Linked DNA regions of Rattus norvegicus: region 1 is linked to region 2. A link is a contact called in public Hi-C data. All regions are on one chromosome and are shown on one strand. The core of a region is the stretch at or near the end of the contact, and the rest is flanking DNA. Distances in the headings are between cores, read along the strand shown.

Region 1 (4,754 bases), core at 2,212-4,711, 45 kb after region 2:
GACTAAGTTTTATTCTATGCATCTACAGTCCAGCACAGACTCTGAATGCCAGGCAGTCAGTTATCTGTTTTGTGAGTGGATTTCTACACATCAAATTCAGCTAGAAGTCTCAGAAATGAGACTAAGGCCTTATGAAGAAGGTGCCATCGCACCAAACCTTAAGCCACATGGTGTTGTAGAAATAAAAACACTCGCTAAAGGTTTTTTTTCTAAAGGTGGATTTTGTTGCTAAGATTACAACTATGACGTCTGTGACTTATTTGTTGCCATTGCATGTACAGAATGAAATGGTTAGTGTTGTTCGCTACGGAAGTGTGCTTCTCAGGAAGTCTACTAAGCCTTGAGTGTGCACGGGCACTTGTGTGCTAAAAACCCCGAGACTTGGAATTAAAAACCCTGAGACACAGATTGGAAGATTATTCTCTAAAATCGTGGGGGTTTTTTCTAAAGACAGGTGGGGTGGCAAAGGCGTTAATCCCAGCACTCGGGAGGTAAAGGCAGGTAGAGCTCTGTGAGCTGGACGCCAGCCTAGTCTACACTAGTCTCAGGCGAGCCGGGGATGTAGAGCGAGAACCCGTCTCGACACAAACTAAACAGCAAATGAGCAAGCAGATAAAACCGTGCTTTTCAGAATCTTGGTGCTGCCTGATAACTAACTGAGTTACTGACCAAACTGGCAAGCAGAAGCATTTTGAATGGTTAGGAGGAAAGATTTTCGTTGTACAGGTTACCACCTAATTTTGGACAGAACGTAAACTGTTGGGTAGTACATAATTATTTTCACAAAAATTCTTCATGGCCACGGCCAATTTCGCCATGACTAACCCTGCCAGATGTTTCTTCGGTTTTGCTGAGTCACTTTTTCTCCCCCACTCAGAACTCCTCGTTCTCACTAACTCTGAGGTTCCTCTGGCTTTTTCTCATATTTTGCCTTTTACCTGAAAAAGAAAAAAAATTGGGGAGGGGGAACAGTTAAATTGCTTATTTTACTCTCTCACATGCGTATAACGGGCTTTTAAAAATAATTACTTTCAGTTTTACCTTCTGCCACAAATCTTAACCTGCCCTTCTCCTGGGAAGAGAGAAGTTTGGAGGAGTTTATGCCAAACAGCCTGTTAAGCCTGGCTACCAACAGTCACACCAGTCGCATCCCATGACTGAGCAGATTCTGAATCACTCGACTATAGGCTGTTAGAAAAATGAAAGCAGCCCCCAAACTTCTTCATTCCGCTCTGAAACGACCTCTTCTCCAGTTAGAAGTCCTAGAAACTGGAAAGACCCTCAGCCACCTTGAGCTGGCTAGGGCTGGCTGGGGCTGGCTATGGAGCAAGGCTCTTGGATCCCATAGATTTGCATTTTTCTCACCAATCAGATTCCCTCGATGCCTGGCTCCCAGACAGAGAAACTCCAGTGACAGAGTTCATCTCTTGAATGGTAATGAAAACTTTCAGCACCAAGCAAGGCTGCATGGTGATCTTCACTGACTCAAATGTCAAGTACCCACTGGGGGCTGGTAACTGTGCTAAGAGCTAAGGGGGTGCGGGGGACCGGATCCTCCCTCTCCCCCAAAAAGCTCAAATGGAGAAGTTGACGAGTGAGGGCACAATTGAAATTATGTAAATTACTTGATGAAATCGAATTGGTAACGCTGTTAGCATGCTCTATAAATGTGAACAGGAAGGGCTCGAAATCACTTCCTGGTCATTTTCAGACTCTTCATCAGCTACATGACACCACCAGTTATGCAAAAGGAAAATCGAGCCCTTTACGTGTCCTCGTGTATGTCTGCTTTAAGGAATAGCCGACAGGACACTTGCCTATGAACAGTAATTTCCCCAAACTGCAAGTGTTTCCCACACCTGCTGCAGTGTCCTCTGTCTGTGGATGGAAAACTCATTCCTTGAACAGTTTTCTTGATGCCATCTTCCTTTGCTCCATTGGGAGGAGGAGAAGGTGAGGTCAGGAGGGAAAAGTCCCTGGAGTAGAGGAACAGATAGAGCTACATTGTATAATTAGGCCAGTGAGCACAGGGACCAGCTGACCTCAAGACTGGTATTGTAAAAGGCTAAGAGGTTCTGCCCTGTCCATTCTCAGGCATCATCAGGAAGCCTAACCAAAAGCCATTGTGAGTGTGACAACAGCTTAGTAACTTTTTACACTTCTCAGAGCCTACAAAGTGGACCTAATCGACTTTACTCAAGGAAAGTAAAAAAGAAAGAAAGAACGAAAGAAAGTATATAAAGCATGGGAAGACAGATATTTACATTACAATTCATAACAGTAGCAAAATTACAATTAGGAAGTAGCAATGGAAATATTGTTTATGGTTGGGGGTCGCTACAGCATGAGGCACTGTATGCGGGTCCCAGTATTAGCGAGGTTGAGGACCACCGGCATAAAAGAAGGAATAAGCAGGACAGTCAACCAGGAATGGTAAGAAACCTTCTGACGCCATGTTGAGTAAGTGCTAGCGGTAGGATAAGTGATATTCTCAGGTCCAACTTCCCAATAAAGCCTAGAAGGGGAAGCCAGGAAATAGATGAAGAAAATCCAAAGCTTGCAGGTGACACCTGGCTGCCACTAGGCTCAGTGACAGAGGTGTCCTTGAAATGGGTAGGTTTCATTCCCAGGGTCTAGGAAGGAAAAAAATAAACAAATTGGGAAGTCCGAATGTTTTTTTTTTTCAGTTTCATTTTTTTCTTTCTCTGTGCTTTGGAGGAATTCATTACAACCCACTGCTGTCCTCTTCAACGTAAGAACCAGCCTTCCTGGAACCCGTGGCTACTGAAGTCTTGGTCAAATTCTCCCAGGCTTCAAGCTGCAGTTCCTCAATCACTTCAGGAATGGGAGTCGGGGAGCCCAGTGGCCTTTAGACCTAATCCAGGGGCCTTGTCCATGGCAGACACGTGCATTTATTGCACCGCCCTGTACAGCGTACCAAGGGACTGAATGTTCTGCTAACCACCGGGTGCTCAGGCTGGGCTTTGGAACTGCCCTTGGCTACCAGGGATAGTCCAGGAGTTTTGATACATCCTCTGCTGAGGGCTCAGCGTATATCGAAAGCAGAGTGAAAGTAAGGCTCCCTTGACTTTCAACTTAGGTCCCTCCAACAGCGCAACTCCTTTCTCCCCAGCAAACCACCTAGGGTGGTCACCCAGGGAACAGCCCGGGAGCCTGGGTCTCCGCAGTACCTGGATCCGCCTGCGCCGAAGGGGTGCTCGGCGGTGGTGTTGAATCACGGTTGAGTCACCCCTTTCGGGGTCTCGGAGTTTCCTACGGGAGGGGAGTGGGCGGAGCAGGGGTGTGGACTGACCGGGAGCCGCCCACCGCGAAAGCGAGTGACCGGGGCCCCGGGGGGCGGGGAGTCGCGAGCCTCGGCGGAGGCGGCGCGGGGTGGAGAGGAGCCGGTGTCCGCGCGGCCCTTTATAACGCGCCCCGCGCGGACCCCGGCAGCCTGGGTACAACCGGTACCCATCACTCGCTCCGTCTGATCGCTCGTGTAGCGTAGCCTCCGCGCCTCTGCTGAAGCCCCGCGACCTCGCCAGCAGCCCTTGGACATGGCTATCCCCATGCGCCCGCGCCTCCTAGCGGCCCTCGCGCCCACCTTTCTCGGCTTCCTTCTCCTTCAGGTGGCCGCTGGTGCAGGTGAGTGGCATTGATCCTGAGAAGCCCGGGGTGCACCGCCCGCGGGAGACAAAGAATGGGTCTGGCTGGCTGGGAGGCTGCTCTGGTTCCTTGAGGACGCCAAGGTGTCCCGCCGTACCTGTGGATTCGGCTGCGCTAGCCTTGAGCGTTTCAATGAACTCAGGGAGGGAAGGTAGTTGGTACCCGGACTCCCGGCTGTTGTCGCCGCTGAAGATGCCTGCTTTGTGCATCCACCGTGGTTACATAGGATTAACTGGGGTTCCAGCTTTAACTCTGAAGGAAGAGCTTCCTAGGAAATTGGGCCCTTGAAGGTGGCGGGCTCCAGGGCCCGCCTTTGCCAAAGTCGGCGTGCTTCGCGTGGTTTGATGTTAAGGTGTGCGCTCTTGTGGCCTTTGGTTTAAGAAGCAACGCTGTTGTAAACTCAGGCAAGACAGAGTGCATACCCACATCTACCCAGTGTTGGGGTGAGGCAGAGGCTGAAACCCAGGGACTTGCAAAAAGAGACGTTGGACAGTATTTTAATGGCATAGCATCCCACCATGCGACAGGTGCCACGTGGGCCGCACATCTGCCTTGCTCTCCCTGAGAATTTCGGTGTAAAGATATTTTAGATTACAATGGGAAAGGTCAGGTTAGACTTTTTCGTTTATGCACATTCCTGACTGTGTGTTTGTGTGCACGTGTGCGTGTGCATGTGTGGCGGATGAGCCCTGTTTCAAACGAACTTACTCAAACCCTTCCTGCCGGACTGCTTCAGAAGATTCTGGGACTCTCTGGCACCTTGGATTCTCCTTCCGTGCGGTTTTAAAGTGGGCTTTCCCATGAACATTTAAAGAAGGACCTCTGGATCTTCAGCTGTTTCCACGGATTGCCTGTGGATGTTGCCTGGAGGGCTATATGGGTCACCCTCTGTTCTTTACAAGTGAGCAAAGCTTTTGTGACTGAAAACAAAGCGGAAACAAACAAACAAAAAAAATGTGTGCCCTTTGATGGCGGAGGCTGGGAAAGTGTTTTAGACATTAGCCCGAGGTGGAGAACACTGAAGTGCATGCAGTTAGAGATCTTTTGTGTTTATTTGCAGGCACTCCTCCAGGGAAAGCGTTTAATTT
Region 2 (4,900 bases), core at 1,765-4,264:
GTGGTATATCTGTTAGAGGTAGTTTGGAATATGGCCAGAGGTATGGGGGGACTTTGCTGACAAACACTGGTAGCACCGCCATGGCTCTTCTCAAGAGAAGTAGCGATGGTGGTCGGTCCGTTGCGATAATCCAGAACATTTGCATTTAACTTAGAAATGCAATGTATCTCTCTGTCTCTGCTCTCCTGTATAATTAGAGGTTAGCCCATGATGCCCATGCCAGGAAGAAAAAGAAAATCCTTATTTAGACGTTTCCACCAGTCGTTCCATATCGGCATAAGATCTGTTCCTGTGGTGACCTTCCCAGCCTGCAGCCTTCTCAAAACAATCTCTCGAGACCCTAGATATACACACAAGGCTGACAAGGCTCTGCTCTGATGTGATATTTGAGTCATAACCTCTGGGATGACATGTTGTGCTGTTTTGATTCCAAACTTAGCCTGTTGGATTACATGTGAAAAATTCTCCCGTCTCAGACAGCTGGAAATTGTTTACAAAGTAAAATGTACTATGATCAGACTGGCCAAAGGCAGCTTTTTTTTTTTTTTTTATAAATAATATGAACATATATGAAGATGATTTTTATGTGGGGTATTTTTCCTTGGACAACACTGGGCTAAGTAGGTTAAACGCCGTAGCAGTCTGCCAAACCTTGCTCTCCATCCCCTGGGTGAGCTGCACGTGCAGTTCCAGCCCCGGCCGGCTCTCCCTGCCCCAGTCTCCTTTCACTTGCATGTGTATCCCCCAGGGCTCCGTTTTCGTTTCTGACCTCTCACCTAATGCCTAGCATCATATTTAATGTTGCCCAACATGCATTTCTTGCAAAGGTCCTGTCTCCTCTCCAACAGTGTCTCCGAATGGCACCTTTCTCTTCTTCCGGGTTCTAAAGGTTCCTCTACCCTTTGCACCGAGAGACTGGGAAAGGAAAACAACAGTTTAGTTCGTAGTGAGGCCTTCAATCCGACGCTACAGTTATTGTCTTTATCACTATTCACCGCTACATAAAGACTTTGCTGTTGGTTTTTTTTTTTTTTAAGCTCTTGAGATTGGATTCTTGTGTTCCCAGAAGCCACAATTCAGAAATGGTCAGTAAGGTTCACCGCGATGAATCATGGGCTTCAGGACTACTTCCTTTGACAGTGGGGACTTTTAACCAAATAAAGAGACAGAAACTATCTTAAGCTTGATCAGATTTATGAGATGTTCAGGAGAGCCTGCCGTTGACACTGCTGGACTTGTGTGCCCAGATTATGTGTCAGAGTCCTGGCTTCCTTCCTCTTCTCTAGGAGCACTTTCCTCTGCATGGGCTCCACACTAAGACCAGCTTTCCCCGGTTAGGCAAAGGTAGCCACCAACACTTCTGACCAGATCTGCAATCCCGACAAGAGAGCATCAGCCAGCTTCCTTTCCGGGCAGCAAACATTCTAGAGCCCCTTTGCTCTGATTGGCCAGCTTAGTCATGTGCCCAACCTTCAACCAATCGCACTAAGTCATTGTTTCCAAAGCTCTCTTAATAATGGTACCTAAACAGTGTGGTCAACATTAAATGGTAAAGATCCAAGAAGTTTGAATACTATAAAACAGTTTTAAGTTATATATATTATATAAATTACAAACTATAAAACAAATATAAATTATTAAAAATTATAATATAAAATATATAACAATTATTGTTAAGCACACAATGCTACTTTCCCACACACAAAGATTGCACTGATGCTACAATCCAAAGTCAGAACCGCCGTCTGTGCCACTGCTGGTCAAGAAAAACTCGGCAGCAGAGCGGGCCAATGTAGGTTTTGCTTTGCATCTGATATGGCAGCAGGACTCTGGCTCAGACCCTCACACGGATGTAGATTCTGTTTCTCACTGCAGATTTTCTTGGCTGTGTGAACTAGTATGTGGTGCATGATTTTGTGAACCCTACTTCCTCCACTTGGGAAAAGAGGTAAAATTGTTCTCCTCTCCTCCTTAGAGACTCAAACAACAGAACTTTATTTTCTCATGATTCTGGGGTATGGAAATTGAAGATTAAGATGCTGACGGTGTTGGCCTGTCTTTGTGGCATACAATCTGGTGAGTTCTCATCTTTGTTTTCATGACACCTTTTGTCTCATCACAAAGTGACAGATGGACAGAGTCCCCAGCCTTGATATCTCAGGGGTCAAGTGCTTCAAGGCTGGGGCAGCATGGAGCCATGGTTGTGTGTGTGTGTATGTATGTATGTATGTATGTATGTATGTATGTATGTATTTACATGCATACAAATATATATGTCACATACATACAAATATATGTCACATATGTTATATATGTCATATATGCACACATATACACATATCACATGTGTGTGTATTATATGGGACCAATCAAGTTAACTTTTTAGTATCTATTTAAATATTTTGTAAATATCCTGATTGGTAAAAGATAGCAACCTGCAGGTGGGCCTGGACCTTTGACCTACAAGATCTACTAGCCTGAACCTTGAACTTTGGCTGCAAATACCTTAATTCTCACTGCCCTGAACATGCAGCTCTGCACAGGCCGAGTACCAGTGTTACAAAACCATCTTCCCGAGGTTTCCAATGGAATCTGAGAGTCAGCAATAGTGACTAGAAGGTACCCAGTAAATGCCCCTCCTACACCCCTTCCTGATGATCTCGTTCTTCCTCCCTCAAATCCCTTTCTATTCTGAGGATTACCTTCCTGAAAGATCATTTATTCACTCTCCTCTCTGCTGCCATTTCTGTGCCTAAACCACACTATACACACCAGAGCTCAGGAAAATATCTTTCCAGTGTTTTGCTTCCATGGAGTCTGTAACTCCAGGGCTGTCCACGGAAGCCTGAGGATTCGCCCATCATTTCCCAGAAAAAGATGCAGGCCCGTCTGTTTATAAAAGCTGTCACAGAAGGAATCCCATGAACCCATTAGCTTTGCCACAGTATAAACAGGTGTCATGCTGGCTGGCTCGCCAGCTGCCTGGGATGCCTCGGCCAGCACACATGAGCCATTTTCTTTTGTTCCTCAGCTCTGATGTGGCAATCCCACCTTGCACCATCTACACTGAGCTTCCAGTGTCCCTCGTGTTGCCTGACACACGCAGTGGAGTGTGGCCAACATTAAATGGAAAAGCCGGAGCCTGCAAGGAAAGGCAGCTCGGGGCTGCAGGTTTTACCACTGGTTTTCAGACCTGCTGAGAGGTCCTGGGCTAATGGGCCTGAAGACAGGGTCCTCATCTGGATCCTTTTTCCTCCTCTGTAGTCAGCAACCAGCTTAAAAGGAGCAGGAGCAGGAGCTGATAGTCACGGAAACACTGGCAGCTAATTCTGAGTGAATGTTTAACTCTCACCAAGAACAAAGTTGTTGAAGGTTATACTGACTGGGCAGGTTCAAACCAGTGACCTGGTTGGTAACTGCTCTTGGAGCCCTCTGCCCTGGGCCTGCAATCAACAACATGGCTAAAGGGATATGAGGGCGGGAAACCCCAGAGAGGAGAAGGGAAAGCAAAGAAGGGACAGCAAGAAAGAGGACAGGGACAGAGGTGTCTGGGCATTAGAGACAGAAGGCTGGAAGAAGGGAGAGACGGAGCCAGGAGGACCTTCAGATCGATGGTTGCTATCTCATGGCACATAACTCTGGTGGGCTGGCGAAGGGTCACTTCCCTGGCCTCAGTTCCTTACTAGCTGCCCCCTCACTGAGAATCACTTCAGGGGACACAGGAGCTCTCTTGTGACCTGATTTCTCTGGTTCAACAAGCTAAAATCGTGCACTAGGTAAAGAGGACACCTGAAAGCCTGCTTATGGGCCAGGCCCACCCATCCCCTCTACACACCGTCCATTCACCAGAACTGCCACGAAGTTGCAGGACATAGCTCAGATGGTAGAGCGCTAGCCTAGCGTGTATGGAGACCTGGGATCCATCCACAGAGCCTTAAGCGCTGGGCATGGTGGTGCAGCCCTGTAATCTTAGCACTGTCGAGGTGGAGGCTGGTGGATCTGAATTTCAAGGTTATCCTGGGCTACACGTAATGAATCCCAGGTCAGCCGTAGGCTACGTGAGACCTTAGGGGTTAGGGGAAGGAGAAAAAGCTCACTGCCTGACAGACGGGGGGAGTGCTTTCCATCTTCATGGTCAGAAAGATGGAAAGGTGGGTAATATAAGTCGTCATAGCAAGCCATCTTTGTTTGCACACTTCTCACATGCTGTCCTTTCTCCATTCACCTTTTGTTTAGGTGGCTCCTGAATCTGTAGGAACCGTTTACTTTCTCACACCTTTTCTGGGGCCCCCCTCAGGTGATCCCTTGATGTCTTTGGGCTTGCACTATAGAGACCATCCAATATCAATAACAAATCACACACACACACACACACACACACACACACACAACTGTCCTAGTCTTACCAGCTCCCCGATACTTGACCTTGAAGTTCAACCAAAGGAACTATGTGCTTTGTCTCTCAATCCTCACAGTCTATACTTAGATAATGTGTATTGAATAAAGGATTGGCTAGCTTCTAAATGGTCAGGATCCTTGGGATGGACCAGAACAGTCATTTCAACTAAAAAAGGAAACCAACACAGAAAGTCCCCCAGTCACTGTTTTGCTGGACAGCCTCCTCTGGGTCAGGTCTCTCATTAGGTCCCTAAGGAGAGCCGAAGTGGCCGGTATTAGATTTGGGGATAGTGCCAATGACTGGTTTAGAATCCAGCCCACTAGCTGTCTTAAAGAGCCTGATTAGTCTTTCAAGAGAATGTGGGAGTTTGGTCACAGCAGACAAGGATGAGGGAAATAGATGCCCATGAGCTGGCCCGTGTCACAGCAGGCTTGGCAGGAAGGTGGGCCTGCTGGAGTACCTCCTATTTGCTTACCAGCTGAGTATGTCAATGCTCAGTAC

What was found. A called contact is a pair of places that touch in the nucleus more often than the background predicts.
Region 1: a Hi-C map of kidney shows a contact between it and region 2, with 2.7 times the contacts expected there. The contact joins the promoter of F3 here to the enhancer-like site in region 2. A contact is called at or near these places in 5 of 12 Hi-C or Micro-C datasets (the A7r5 cell line, the Rat2 cell line, kidney and 1 more).

The regions. Positions count from the first base shown.
Region 1 is chr2:212,508,311-212,513,064 of GRCr8, forward strand. It overlaps F3 (coagulation factor III, tissue factor), which reads left to right and starts at 3,462. Exons shown (of 6, transcript NM_013057.2): 1 at 3,462-3,645; 2 at 4,727-4,754. The coding sequence starts at 3,558. It overlaps LOC102555482 (a long non-coding RNA gene), which reads right to left and starts at 2,579. Exons shown (of 7, transcript XR_005501253.2): 1 at 2,443-2,579; 2 at 1,860-1,976; 3 at 826-938.
Region 2 is chr2:212,464,092-212,468,991 of GRCr8, forward strand. No RefSeq gene overlaps it. Among named protein-coding and RNA genes, the nearest start is that of F3, 45 kb to the right of the region's middle. Within about 2 kb of position 3,015, at least 9 of the 93 cell types and tissues checked have an H3K27ac peak or open chromatin away from gene starts, as enhancers often do. A contact at or near this core is called in kidney and liver, where this site is marked.